Regions from separate parts of the Mus musculus genome. Here regions 2 and 3 are each linked to region 1. Evidence: chromatin contacts called from public promoter capture Hi-C data. All regions are on one chromosome and are shown on one strand. Each heading gives the region's core, a stretch centred on a gene start, on an enhancer-like site or on the middle of the called end of the contact. The rest is flanking DNA. Distances are from core to core; before and after follow the strand shown.

Region 1 (4,747 bases), core at 822-3,321:
GCCAGTCAGACAAGGAGCTTGCCTGGAAAGTGATTCCACACAGTTCTAACCTGTGTCAGTCCACCTTACAGGATGTTACAGGGCGGACTGAAGCCCAGACAGGGATGGGTCAGTGGTGGGCAGGACCACACCTTGACCAGGATTTCATAGATGTGCTCCTCACCTGCCCTCTACTTAAACTTTGACCTCATTTTGAATCCCTAAAAACGGACTGGGGAGGTCAGTGTTTCTCTTATCCCTCCTAATATGGGCACATTGAATTAAAGTTCTTTTTCTGCTTTTTGCTTTATATGGTTGTTTTAAGTGACTTACTGAGGGTGAGTGGCTGCAGCTGACTAGCATTTTCTAACCAGGAATGTAGCAAAGCCAGCCCATCCCCCGATCTCTGAGAGACAATGGAATAGGGACTCTCTGGCTGAACCTGGCTTCATAGGCTTGTTGAGGAAGGAAAGAGATCCTATCTCAAAGGAATAAAGAGATTGTTTTCTGGAGTGAATATGAGCAATCATGGCTCAGAAACACAGATTCAGATTCTTTCTCCAAATACCATGCTCCAACAAGGTATCAATTTCATTAACTTTTTATAGGAACAGCAAAAAAACCGTAAAGTAACACACTTTCAAATGCATCAGGTAGGCGGGTTATAGCAGAGATGGGAAGCCTGATAGAATTGTTAGCTATTTTGTTGGTGAAACATTCTATTTGTACATTCCCAAAGGATTTACATGATGGTGACAAAAGGGGTTGGTTCATGTACAAAAGCAATCAGTAGGTTGTTATTAAGAGGGATAAAGATGCCCAAGATAATTTGCCCCTGGATTTGGAACATTCCAACCTCTCCACATCACTGAAGGTCTAGTCAGTCAATCAGCATTTGAGGCACGGTTTCTTTCCAGCAATTCTCATTCACAAGGTGAAGATTGTGATCCCAGGGTGTATGCCGACCCTAGAGTGCAGACAGCAACACCAGTGTGCAGTCTGCAATCCCTGGGTACAAACTCTGACCTCAAGGTGCAGATGGAAACCCCAGAGTGCAGACTGTGACCCCAGGGTGCAGACAGCAACCTCAGAGTGCAGACCGTGATCCCAAGGTGTATGTTGTGGCCCCATGTTTAATAACACACACACACTCACTCACTCAATGTTGAGATGATGCAAATAATGTAGAACAATTACTATGATTGCATTTGTATCAGTTTACCTTTGTCAAAAATCATCTTAATATTAGATGATAAAAGATTCAAGAAATGGGAAAAATAAAATAGTTTATTCCCCTGTAATCCATAATGAGACTCACATACAAGCTTCAGGTGACAGAGAAAGGGTGATATAGATGCTAAAGGAAGCAACAGCAGGAATTGCCTACCCTTGACTGGGGTAAGGGAAGAAGGGTGTCACACAAATACAAGAGTTAGTGATGACGGTGAGCCTTTTCCAGTACACAGAGGCTAATTGGTGCATATCCAAGTCTTCCATTTTATTCCAAACTCTTCCACTCTATGACTTCCTATGACTTTTTAAAAAGTGGCTCATGTCATTTATTGGAACATTGAAATTTTAAACATGGGGAAATATCTATATGAATGGCTGGACCCTATATAAATCAGAATATACAATAGCAGCAGACACGGAACATAACCTGCGAATACTCCCTTCCATTCCTGAGTCAGACACAGAGAGACCACAATAGGAGCTTGTGAGAAAGACAGTGCATTTGATCAGATAGTTAAATAGATATCCTTACCAAAGATGGCAGTGTGTGGTGTGAAATCTGGCAGGACTCAAGCTCAGTGAGACTCTTTAAAGCCTGGATCATCTACTGGAAACCCCTGAGATACATGAATATTCATATTTTAATAATAAAGTATTAATCAAAGTTATAAAATGAAAGCCCGCATCTCCTGATACCCAAAAGCTCCAAGTCATGAAATTGAGTCATGCCATAGGAAGGAGTGTCTTCCATTCTGGGGCCTTCCTGGAGGAAGAACTGAACACTGGACAAGGTTGCTTTGTTGTATTTCTGTAAACTCGTGCTGAAGGTTAACTTCCGACCACGACTTCCTCAAACCTCAGAGAAGCTGAGGGCAGTTATCTGTGACACCTCTGTGAGTAGTCTGGTTTTGCTTTTTTTTCTTTTGGTGAGAGGCACCTTCAAGTTACCATCCCCAGCCTGGTCCTCATGCTACCTTGGCTCCTGCTACTGATCTGTGGTAAGTTAGACAACTTGGAGTGGGGTCTGGGAACGGGGATCTTAAAAAGGATAGAGAATTCGACGACTAAGTTTCTGCCTGGTGATGCTCGTGGATTCATGTAGTCTGTCTCTCTGTCTCTGTCTCGTCTCTCTTTGTGTGTGTGTCTCTGTCTTTCTGTGTGTCTCTGTCTCTCTGTCTCTGTCTCTGTCTCTCTCTCTCTCTCACACACACACACACACTCACAAAATATAGGCAACAACTTGGTCCCTCAGTTCCTTTTTCTTCTATCAACACCACTTCCTTTTATTCACATGAGAACCTTAGTGTATCACCAGCCCTCCTCATTCCCCTGTGGCCACACTCTGGTTTCTCTGGTGTCACACACCAGAATGGCAAGATTATTCCTCCATTATTAATCATTACACTTGGAAGGCTTACTCATCACTGACACGGCACAGACTCTGCAGCTCATCACCACAACATGCCGGCGGATGCTCTTTCAACTCTCTCTCCCTCCTGCACTGCCAGATGATACACTTTAACTGTGTCCAAACAATGGGACTTTAAACAAAGGCTCACCTGGCACCTTATCATCACGTGACGTGGAAACCGAATCGCAGATGTTCTTCGCATCTGTTTTCCCACTCATGCGTGGGAGCCATTGTTTCAGGTCTTCTCGTTTCTCCTCAAACTTAATCCTTTTGGGCCCCATTTTATAACTTTGATTAATAATTTATTTTAGAAGTAATAATGGCAAAAAGAAAATTCTCCATTTTTCTACTCCCATGACTACCAACTACCTGTCTGCCTTCTTCTTGCTCTGTAAATACACCTTGTCATTCATTAACCTTCTCCTCCACTCAAATGTGTCTCCATTCCAACCTGTTCCCATACATGCACAGGCATGCTGGGAGAGCTTCCCTCCTCGTTCCCGCACTGTTTCTCTTTCTCCCTTCACTCTGTGCTGGCTTGGTTCACTCTGTGCTCTGTTCACTCTGCACTGGGACAGGGTTCACTCTGCGCTAGCTTGGCAACTTCACTTTGTCTCACTTCCCTGATTCTTTCTTTAAAACAAAACAAAACAAAACAAAACAAAACAAAACAAAACAAAACAAAACAAAACAAAACAAAACAAAACAAAACAAAACACCTTCATTTTTAGTTACCTGCCTTTCTTAAGCTCTTGAAACCTTTCCCCCAGATGTCAATCAAAGCTGGGAACATTTCTATCATATCAAAGATTGCTTCAAGCTCCCAATCTTGTCCCCTGAGCTCCTCTCGCATTCTTGACCCAGGCAAGTGTTCAATCGTTTCCTTTTTTGGTGAACTCACTTTAATCAACCTTTTATCCCCACCTCTCCCCAACCTCACCCACCACTTCACCTTCGCCTCACACAGAGGTCATTTCCGGTTCCTACTCCTTATCCTCTGGGGGCAGAGCGGTGGATGATCACTCCTGCAGGGTGCTTTTAACTTGGTTTCCAGAATGCTGTTTGTCTGTTTTCTTTCTGCTTCATATCTGCTGCCCTGCTGCTTCTTTGCTGGGTTGAATCTGTACTCAGCATGTTGGCAGCTTGGAACGGATGCCTAGACTTCACCTGTAGTTTCTTCTCCAAACGTACACACCTTTCTCATTTAACGTGACACTTTAAGTCTAAACGTAAGCTTATTTCACCAGCTTTGATTACTTAATAGCCAGTGGCTACCAGGTGGCTACTAGGTGGCAGCCAGGAATCCTAAACAGCTTTGTTTGATCTCTGTCTGTCATTTTGCCAGTACACCAAACTTACCCAATTCCCCCACAAACTATCTATCTCAAGAAATAGTATTACCATTTTTCTGGTTGCTCTGGGAAAAAAAACTTAGAAATAGTGCTTAATAACTCTCTGTGTGTGTGTGTGTGTGTGTGTGTGTGTGTGTGTGTGTGTGTGATGCTCTCTCTGTATGTGTGTGTGTCTCATGCTCTCTCTTCCTCTCCCTTCTTCACTCCCCATCCCTCTTCCTCTCTCTCCATCCCTATCCCTCTCTTCTACTTCGCTCTCCTCTCTGTCCTCCCCCTCCCTCTCCCTCCCTCCCTCCCTTCCTCTCATGCCTCTCTCATGCCCGCCCTCCTCATGGTTGCTGCTCTATGCCAGGAGGGCTCTGAGTGTCCAGACGGTCTGAAGCTTCAATACAACTTATTTCTCTGCTTCATTTTTCATCCAAGCACTATTCTCTGAAACAATGTTCTATTTTTATCAAAAATTAAATTAAATATAATTATATCACCTCCTCCTTCCTTGTCCTCCCTCTAGCCTCTCATGTCCCTACTCCCTCTCACATTAGTAACCTTTTTTGATTACTATTATTTCCATATATGTACATAAATACATAACCTCAACCTGTCAGTCAATTTAGTGTGGCTCTGTATATGCAATTTCAGGGCTGATGAACAGCCTATCAGGGAACTCACCCCTGGGAGTTTACTGACTAAAGCAAGGACAGATTTGGAGCATTCGTTATACAGGATGCCACAGTTCCAGGAGACTAAGTTTCCGGGAACTTTTAGCTTCGGG
Region 2 (4,747 bases), core at 578-3,077, 830 kb before region 1:
GCCCTCTTTTGTTTGCTTCTTAATTAGGATGTCTTCTGCCTACTCCCGTTCTTTCAGGTGATTTACATAAAAGTTTGTGTTTCGAGTTTTTGCTGTTGTTGTGTGTTCTGGGAGAGCATGCCCATTTATGTTGCTTTCCACGCAGTCGGCAGCACTCTATAGTTTGTCCAAGCTTTTGGGATTGGTGAGGATTTCCCTGGCCAATCTCCAGGTCTGCTTGGCAGCGCTCTCCAGGGCCGAGTGGGGCTTACCCTGGAAGAGGTCGAGGTTGGGCAAAAAGTAGTGAGGGCAGCGGCGGCACTGCAGGCAGGAGATGAGCTGTAGCAGGATGCCGTTCAGACGGTCGCCCAAGCAAGCCTCGTCCCAGTCCGTTTCCCTCGGGTGTTTCTCGCACTCGTACAGCAGCAGCGTCTTCATGTGGTAGTTATTGAGCGGCTGGCCAGGCAGCTCCAGGTGGCGGTCCCGCAGCGTCTTCAGCACCGAGAGGCACTTGTTTCTACAGCCGCCCATCAGCAAGCGGTTCTCCGCCTCACCGAACTGCAGCACCCAGGCGTCGCTTTCTGCGGAGCTCTGCTTGCCAGTCAGCGAGTAGCACTCCTTGGAGAGCAAGTTGAACCCTTCGGCCTTGACCTCCGCCACCCGATTGGGGCCGGGCCAGGGGATGTGGGGCATAGGCCACTGTGCCGCGCTGCGAGGCCAGATCCCGGTGCACTTGAACGCTGGGGTGATTTGCACCACGTAGCGCTCCCTGATGCGCAACTTGACCTCACTAGTGTCGGCGATCATCTTGACCACGTCCCGGTAGCTGCACTTGTCCACCGCCTGGGCTACTAGTGTCTGGAAACGCGAGCGGATCTTGCGCGCAGAAAGGTAGCCAGACGCTGTGATGAACTCGACCCAAAGAGACATGCTCCGCTTCCGCCCATCGCTTAGTTTGAGCACGGCACAGCCGGGCAGAGATCCGTCGTCCACGAAGTTGAAGACTCCCATCTGGTTGAGGTAGAGTACCACCTCGAACTCGGTGGGCGAGATTACCTCCAGCCCCTCGTAGCGGGCGTCAATCTCACTCAGAGAGCTGATGAAGCGGGGCTCTTGCACCTCCACTTCCTTTAGCACATCCGACACTACCTTGCAGACTTCTCGGATGGTCTTGGCGATCGCAGCCTTGCGCGCCTGGCAGCGCTCGGTGTAGTATTTATTGAGCTGGTAAACCAGCTTGGCCTGAGCGGCGATCATGTTGGGGCACAGGTCCGGGCTGTACACCGGCGTCTCGCAATACGTTGAGGGATCCAAGGCTCACGCACTGGTGGTGGCCCTGCGGCTGTGGAAAGGCGGTGCGTTCCCCCTGAAGCCCCAATTTCACTCTTGCTTTCCACCTGGGCTGACCGGCTGATGATATAGCCGGCTGGCCTTTTCTTTTCCCTCTTTGGAATTTTCTTTTCTTTCTTCCGCAGAAAATTAGAAATAATATTATTTAGGGGGGAAAGTACCTGCAAAAATAAAGACGAGCCTCTCCTTGTGCGGGAGAGATGGATGAAATCGTGAGAGAGAAAAAACTAGGTTACCAAGAGGCTAGGCTTAGATGTCCGCAGCAGCCACGATTGCCCAGATATCTGGAAATGAAGTCTTATAAGTGCCAAAGTAAATTTAAAAATAAGACAAAAACATTCAGTGGTTCATTCTGAAACTTCTCCCTCGATGGTTGGACGCCTTCGCTCAGCGTAGGTGATGCCTTCCTTACCCTCCCCCAAAAGGAAAGTGAAGGATGTAATTAATGCCCGGAGAGCAGCGAAGTACAGCTCAGGCCGCAGCGCACTCTGAGGTTTGCAGACGCCCCGCGCGGTCTCAGCGTGCTAGTCTCCTCTCTTCTCAGGGGGTTGTGTCGTAGCAGTTTTCCTGGCTTCCTACTGGAGGCGTTGTTTGGATTGGGTTGGTTTGTTTGTGGTGGGTTCTTCCTGCCTTTCTCTAGGTGCAAACTGCTGCAAGTTGTTTGATATTCTTTTCTGCCTCGTTATTTATACTTTTGGCCCTAGCAAAATCTATTTTAGTGTGACTAAATCGTTGCTTACGTTGTATCTGGTGTGCAGGTCTAAGGAGTCCGGGTTTTTCCTCTCCTCTGGGTTGCGTTTGCAGTCTCTACCTCATCCCCCTGTCCTCTGATACCTGCCCCCCACACTTCTCTCTCTCTCTCTCTCTCTCTCTCTCTCTCTCTCTCTCTCTCTCTCTCTCTCTCTCTCTCTCTCTCTCCTTAGTTTATGAATGGTTCTGGGCCACCGTGAAGGGGTGGAGCTTCAGTTCCTACAATCCCTATGCAAGCTGTCAGTGCTTTAGCCAATCCGAGAGAAAGAGAGAGAGAGGACAAGCTTGGGACCTCAGCAGCCACCACACTGCACTTGATAAAGGGGGCGTGGGGGGTGAGAAAATGGGACTAGACAGAAGCCAAATGCTCTCACTCGTTTCATAGTCCCATTTTCTTTTTTATCCTCTTTTCTTACCGTTGCAGTGAGGAGGAGAGTCTTCATAGAAGGGATTCTTCTCTGGGTATGGCTGGATCAATTCCTGCAAAGTAGTAGTGCTTTCAGTGAGCTTCACTTTTGGTTTTAAGTCTCTGAACATTCTGCAGAAGGTGCAGACTCTAACAAACTGTCTTTGGCTTGAAGGCAAATGAGAGCAGGAAGGGGAGCTTAAGAAAGGACTTAAATTTTGTAGTCCCCCCCCCCTTCTCTTTCCCTCCCATCCCATTGTTGCCAAGAGCTGGAGAATTGCTGTGTATGTGTAAAGGAGGGGATAGGATGACAGTCTATAACCATAAATCTCTTGTTAGTAATTTCCATATGCTGTTAAAAATACAGAACAGGACAAAAACTACTCCAGATATGTTTTTGATCCTTATTTCATAATTTAGATTTAGCTATCTTTGTGTCATTATTTTACTCTTATAGGAATTTACCAATAACTAGAGAGAAAATATGTGAGTTTTGAGAAACTGTAAGTTTATATATTAGCATACATTACTTGGTTATACTTGCTGATTGAAATAAGCTACCAAAATAGTTTAGACTTAAATTAAAATGAAGGAAAAAAATGAGCCTGAATTCAGGTTTTCTTAATTTTTTAAATACTGTGACGTTAATTGTGAACATATTCTTGGGCAGTACTGGTTTAGAATAATTTTATTTTCATAATTGATTCTTGCTTTTAAAGGAGTTGACTGGGATAAAAATCTATAACTTTACTGTTATTGATTACCCAGATGGCCTTCCTCCTCCCCTGCATCCCACTAAAACTCAGTCGCTCTTGTTCCTTAGAATATGTGTTATCCTTAACAAGCTGTGTGATTGCTGCCTCGTAGGACTTTTGGAAAAACAAGGGCTGCAGCAAGGTGATTCACTTGCTACTGGGAGTTTATCTCAGAATTTAAGATGCCAGGGCTCTCAGTTGTTTTAATACACTCAGGTAGTTAAGGGCTATTTTTAGGTTGATTTGGCAGATAATATTTAAGCCGTGGGTTATGCATAGGGAAAATAAAATCTTTAGCCCGTTTTTTTTTTTTTTTAAAAAGCTGTGTATAACTTTTGTAAAACCCCGTAGGAGAGCTTGACTTGCATTTTTTGAAACCTACCAGAACCTGAATTCAGTTGCTACCGAGAGAGCTAATGTTTCTTTCTACTGGGCATGAGATGCTTGGATCCCTACCCCTTCATTCGTTCTTAGTCTTTGGTGGTCCGGAGGGCTGGAGACTTGACCCGCCTCCACCTTGATGCTAAAGCTCCTTTCTAAAGAGTATTTGGGTTTTTCTTTTTTAAACCAAGCGGGATTTATCGCTTGGGGGCCGTTTTAAGTAGCGAGGAGTTGGGAAGAACCTTGCAAAGTAAGCATCAGAGAGCCTCTGGGACAGTAGTTTCATGGGCGTTCCTAAGAGTGAATGCACTACTAGGCGGCTAGCTGCGGCCAGCGGTTTCCCGCTGGTCAGGGAGGCTTTGGTGCTGCAGGACCCAGACCATGCCATGTAGCCGGGTAACTAGTGCGTTCTATAGTCCCTGCCTTGGAGGTGTTACAGGCCAGAGGGGTGTACTCCCGTGGAGTATGGGACCACAGGGAAAAGAAGCTTGGAACAAATCCCACAGGCAGTGCTGGGCGGGCGGGGACTGGTGGCAAGGCCCAGGTGCAGAGTTCCTCCACATCCTCCAGGGGCCAGATCTGCAGCATGCATGTGGCCAGAGACGCCTGTGCGAACCCTTGTAATTCTGGCTGTCTCAGCTCGGCCTGCCACGTCTTCAAGCTACAGGACACGCGCACCCACTGCATTCACCTCTGCCAGCTTGAGCAAGTTTCCTCACACCCTTGTCCACCGTTTCTCCACTTCTCTTCCTAGAGGCAAGGATGATAAAACGTTACAAATGTTTTGATTTAAAAACAATTCATTACCAATTTACCCTGTCTAAGGTAGATGCTCTAGTAAATAATAAATCAGTTAAACAAAGGCGACTTTAATTTATCGCTGTGGTGCTAATTAGAAACATCATTCGAGCAATAAACTTAAACACTTCCAGCAAACACTGCACCCCTCCCCCTTACCTCTCTCCACTGCCTTGGCTGAGAGCAGGCAGCTTCTGCTGTTTGCGGCTCCTATCCCTGGTTGAATAATTGAAGGGGGAAACGGTATCTGAGGAGGCTATAATTGAAGAGCCCCTGTCACCTCTGCTTTTATGTATGTTGGTGTAGAAGTCCATCAGCAGCTCCTTGA
Region 3 (4,747 bases), core at 810-3,309, 530 kb after region 1:
CTGAGGATCAAATCTAAGGCCTCTTTCCTGCTCTATCACCCGAGTTCCATTCTCAGCCCCATCAAGAATTTAGAAGTTGCTCTTGCTCTTCCTCTCTGCCCCCCCCCCCCCGCCACCCCTCCTCCGTATTCATGGCTACTCCTCTACCCACTCTGCCTTTCTCTGTCTCTACTACCCCCTCAACTCCCCTCCCCATGCCCTAAATAAACTCTATTCTACACTAAAGTAATAATAACTTAGAAGTCTTACTGATACCTTTTAGCCAAGTGGAGAAGAGGGTAGGACCCTCAGTTTTAATTAAATTGGAATGTGCATGATTTGAGTTTAAAAACATGTAAAATTTCATACTTATAGGACACAAAAAAAAACTCATTAAACTTTTTTTTTTTTTTTTTTTTGGTTTTTCGAGACAGGGTTTCTCTGTATAGCCCTGGCTGTCCTGGAACTCACTTTGTAGACCAGGCTGGCCTTGAACTCAGAAATCTGCCTGCCTCTGCCTCCTGAGTGCTGGGGTTAAAGGCGTGTGCCACCACGCCAGGCATCATTAAACTTTTTAAAGAATTTGTGATTAGGGTTGAAGAGGTGGTCAGTTGCTGCTCTTCCAGGAGACTCAAGTTCAGTTCCCTGAACCCATGTGAATGGGCTCACAATGACCTGCGACTCCAGCCTCAGGGGATCTGACACTCTCTTCTGCACACCACACATGTAGCATGCATTCACAAACACAAATAAAAACTTCAAATCTGAGCTGGTGAGATGGCTCAGTGGTTAAGAGTGCCTACTGCTCTTCCAATGGTCCTGAGTTCAAATCCCAGCTGTTTGTGGACCATTTGAACTCATACATGGTGGCTCACAACCATCCCTAATGAAATCTGAGGCCCTCTTCTGGAGTGTCTGAAGACAGCTACAGTGTCTTACAAATAATAAATGAATAAATAAATATTAAAAAAAACCTTCAAATCTGCTGGGCAGTGGTGGTGCACCCGTTTAAGAGGGAGAGGCAAGTGGATCTCTGAGTTTGAGGCCAGCCTGGTCTACATGAGTTTCAGGACAGCCAGGGCTACACAGAGAAACCCTGCCTTGAAAAACCAAAAACAAACAAACAAAAACCAGAAACCTTCAAATCTCTTTAAAAAGAGAGTATGCAGGCCAGCCAGCCAGGGCTACATACTAAGACTGTCTCCCCCGGCAGTGGTGGCACACTTCTGTAATCCCAGCACTTGGGAGGCAGAGGCAGGCGGATTTCTGAGTTTGAGGTCAGTCAGAGTGAGTTCCAGGACAGCCAGGACTGCACAGAGAAACCCTGTCTTGAAAAATAAAAAAAAATAAAAAAAAAAGACTGTCTCAATAAAAATAAGATATAAAACAATTAGATATAAACAACAAAAAACCCATTGCACAGAGATGTAATTACAACAAAATCTTGTTTGGTTTGAGATCTGAGATCAAGTTTTGCGCACATCATTCCTTAGAATATAACCCAGGCCAAATACAGTCTTCAAATTAATACTATATATCTCCAAACTAGATTTAGTGGTATCCAACTGTCTTTATCGTTTAGGACCTCCTTATTCTAGTGAGGGTAATTGGTGATAGTCCAGATACAGCTGTTAATTTAGAGTAGACTGAAATGGTAGGACTCGAACTCTTATACCGCCACCAACAGAAGCACGTGGAGTGTGTGGGGTACACCTCTTGCCTTGGCGGTCTAACTAGTTAGAAGTCAGAGGCGCAGAGCAAATACGTGGGTTGGGACATGGCACGTGGTAGGGGGGACAGAGCGCAAGGCAGGCCACAGTAGGCCCCGCCTGGCCAGGGCATTCAGAGGAGCCCGGGGAGGGGCACGTGCAGCCTGTCCAGCGGGCGCCAGCTCCTTTTGGGCTGGCACCCACCACCCGCCCGCACACAAAGCCCGCTCGGCGCGCTCGGCACTCGGCTCTTCAAGCCTGTGCCTCTGAGCCCCGCCTGGCGGCCTCCAGGTTGGGTGTGAGGCCGGGGCAGGCTGTAGGCGTCGATTGGCTGCGCGCATCGAACCGCCGCGGGCGGGAGCGCGAGGGGAGGAGTGGGCCGCGGGGGGTGGAGGAAGCGGCCTCGCTCGCGCCGAGGAGGGAGCAATTGAATTTCAAACACAAACAACCACACGAGCTAGCGCTCCCGGAGCCGTGTGTTGCCCACCGCGCCCGGCCCTGTCCGAGCGGCGCGCGGGCGCAGACGCCGTGGCTGCCCCGGAGCTCGCGTCGGGGGCCGGCATCGAGGCGGGGGCCGCGCGAGGGCCGGAGCGCAGCGGCGCCGCAACCGCCGCACGCGCAAACTTGGGCTCGCGCTTCCCGGCTCGGCGCGGAGCCCGGGGCGCCCGCGGCCCCGCCATGTCGCGATCCAACCGGCAGAAAGAGTACAAGTGCGGAGACCTGGTGTTTGCGAAGATGAAAGGATACCCACACTGGCCGGCCCGGGTGAGTGGCGCGGCCGTCGCGGGCCCTGCTGCGGGTTGCATAACGCTCGGGAGGGCACGGCCGCCGAGCGCGGAGCGGGCGTAGGGGCAGGGGTGCCAGGCCTGTTCTGGCTGGCGGGAGCCCACCACCGCTTACATAACGGAGGCGATCGCGGCCGGCACCTGGCGGGCAGCGCCGCGTGCTCAGTTCGCCCTCACCCCTCCGTCACAGCGGCCGAGGCTTCGGGCTCACGGTGGCGGGGGGGGGGGGGGGAGCGGCCCGATGGTGTGTCGCTTCTTTCGCCGCGAATCCCAACCCCTTCTCGGAGCCCCGCTTGAGCCCTGAGTCTCCATTGATAGTTGCCTCCAGTTCAGGTTTCTCTGGCTGGACGAACGGGTGCGAGGGGTCTCAGTTCACAGAGGGTTAGGTGGATGTAGAGTTGGCGACTCACAAACTTTCTTGGAGCATTTTGGTAGGAACTCTGAAGTTGGGAGGGTCGTGAAATGTTTGGGGACGACTTACTTAAAAATGGTCTTGCCTGGCCTGGTGACTCTGCCATAACCGATTTAGCCCCCAGCTCTACAAGAACATCCCTCCATATGCCTCCAGCTCAGACTTGGAACTGGAGGCAGCAGGGCCCCCGTGTGCTTTGGGAAATCCAGTACAGACGACCTTAGCGCGGTGTGGGGGATTGTGGGACGCTGGAGTTTCCTCGGCTTCCCATTAGTGAGCGTCTCCAGTCAGGGAGGCCGGTGTCAGCCATGTGGTTGTTTGAACCCGCCAAGAGTAGGGCCTTCCCCATTCCAGCACCTGGCCAGGTGGGAGGGTGGGGCAGAAAGCCTGCTGTGTTTATCACCTTCCCTCCCAGGAAAAGGTGTGTGTGTGTGTGTGTGTGTGTGTGTGTGTTGGGGGGAGGGTTGCTTCTGGGAATTTTTCAAAACGATTGTAGAGGGGGCCCTTGATACCGAGTGAGGGCATGACTCAGCCCCTTAGGGTGTGGAACTTGTGTAAAAGAAATCCTCGGGCAGAAAGGCCTGGAGGGAGGGGTCTCAGGCAGGATTGCCTTGTGAATTTTACAGTATGGCTGACTGTTCATCTGGCTCAGTACGACTCTGAGGCTCCATGCTGTCTTCGTTCCTATTCAGGGTGTCAGGACACCTTGATCTTTGAGAAAACTCAAGTGGCCCTCCATATTCTCTCTCTCTCCCTCCATCCCAAGGAGTGTGTTCAATCCTACTTGCCTGAGCCTTGCTCACTGAAACTTTAAAATGGGTCAAGTAAGGCCTGGGTCTGGCCTGGGAGTGCAGTGCAGAGAGAGAGAGGCCAGACTCTTTCCAGAAGCTTAGAGGGCCTCGAGGGCCTGACTGAAGCTAGGCTTTGTATATGTGTGTCATGTAAACACTCATGTAATTTATTACCTTGCATCCTCTGATCCATTGGCTTCTTGGTCCAGATGCCAAGGCACTGGTAGGGAGGGCAAGAGCTGGACCCAGGTTTCTACTGCTTTTCCCTGCTGGGGGTGAGACAAAGTTCAGAGGTAAGCTATGTCTGAGGAAAGAGAAGTAGTTATGGAATGTTGATTTACAGAACCTTCTGGTATGCCTTATTTCATGAGATTTTGGGGCCCCATGAACAAGTCCCTCTGATTTTGGTGTTCCTTGGGTAGAGGATAGCCCTTGGAGTAGATATACCATCTATTATTTCTTTTCATTATGAGTGTCTAGGAGAGATGGGCAGGAGAGAGAGACAATTTCTTTCTATTGAAGCCAGGACTTTTGAGCTGAAGTTGTAAATGGGTCTCAAAGAGACACCCCAACACTTGGCTTCATTGTGACACTTAACAGGGGTACACCAGGCTATCACCTCTAAGGCATTCCCCTTGACTCCCAAAAGGACAAAACCGAGTTGTGGTCTTCCCCACCCCCAATTCCTTAGAACCTGTTTTAGCTTTTCCTGAGTCCGGAGGAGGAGGAAGCCTGGAGTCTGCTCCAGGGTGTAACCAGAATCCCCAGCCACTGTGCAGGCCACCACTTGTACCTAGCGACTGCTAGGGGACATGGGCTTCAGGAAAAAGACTGAAAGGGTCCAGGGTTGGAGATTGAAGTCATAGGGGCTACCTGATAGCAGGACCTGACTAGAAGAATGTATTATGAATCCATCTTCTCTCTTCTTCTTCTTCCCTAACTTCCTGAAGGATCTCCAGGCAGTTAACAGTGAACAGCCCTAGCCCTGAGATTCCCCTCCCCCAGTCCTGGAGAGGACTCTTCTAGTTCCTGAGCATCCTAGAGCCTTCCTTTTCCCTCTGCCACCTCACC

What was found. Promoter capture Hi-C pulls out the DNA fragments that hold promoters and counts their contacts.
Region 2: a contact with region 1 is called in a promoter capture Hi-C map of embryonic stem cells, with 2.2 times the contacts expected there. The contact joins the promoter of Mab21l2 here to the promoter of Fcrl1 in region 1. A contact is called at or near these places in 5 of 39 promoter capture datasets (the 3T3-L1 cell line, embryonic stem cells, hippocampal neurons and 1 more).
Region 3: a contact with region 1 is called in a promoter capture Hi-C map of second pharyngeal arch cranial neural crest. The contact joins the promoter of Hdgf here to the promoter of Fcrl1 in region 1. A contact is called at or near these places in 3 of 39 promoter capture datasets (cranial neural crest, pre-B cells and second pharyngeal arch cranial neural crest).

Annotation. Positions count from the first base shown.
Region 1 is chr3:87,374,316-87,379,062 of GRCm38.p6, forward strand. It overlaps Fcrl1 (Fc receptor-like 1), which reads left to right and starts at 2,072. Exons shown (of 10, transcript NM_178165.4): 1 at 2,072-2,210. The coding sequence starts at 2,180. It overlaps Gm31940 (a long non-coding RNA gene), which reads right to left and starts at 3,288. Exons shown (of 3, transcript XR_867410.3): 1 at 2,772-3,288; 2 at 1,745-1,829.
Region 2 is chr3:86,546,456-86,551,202 of GRCm38.p6, forward strand. It overlaps Mab21l2 (mab-21-like 2), which reads right to left and starts at 1,828. Exons shown (of 1, transcript NM_011839.4): 1 at 1-1,828. The coding sequence starts at 1,236. The coding sequence ends at 157. The region is part of intron 40 of Lrba (LPS-responsive beige-like anchor); the gene reads left to right. It overlaps Gm31677 (a long non-coding RNA gene), which reads right to left. Exons shown (of 5, transcript XR_375777.3): 1 at 4,579-4,747; 2 at 4,313-4,371; 3 at 2,496-2,559.
Region 3 is chr3:87,904,262-87,909,008 of GRCm38.p6, forward strand. Hdgf (heparin binding growth factor) reads left to right here and starts at 2,060. Exons shown (of 6, transcript NM_008231.4): 1 at 2,060-2,453. The coding sequence starts at 2,367.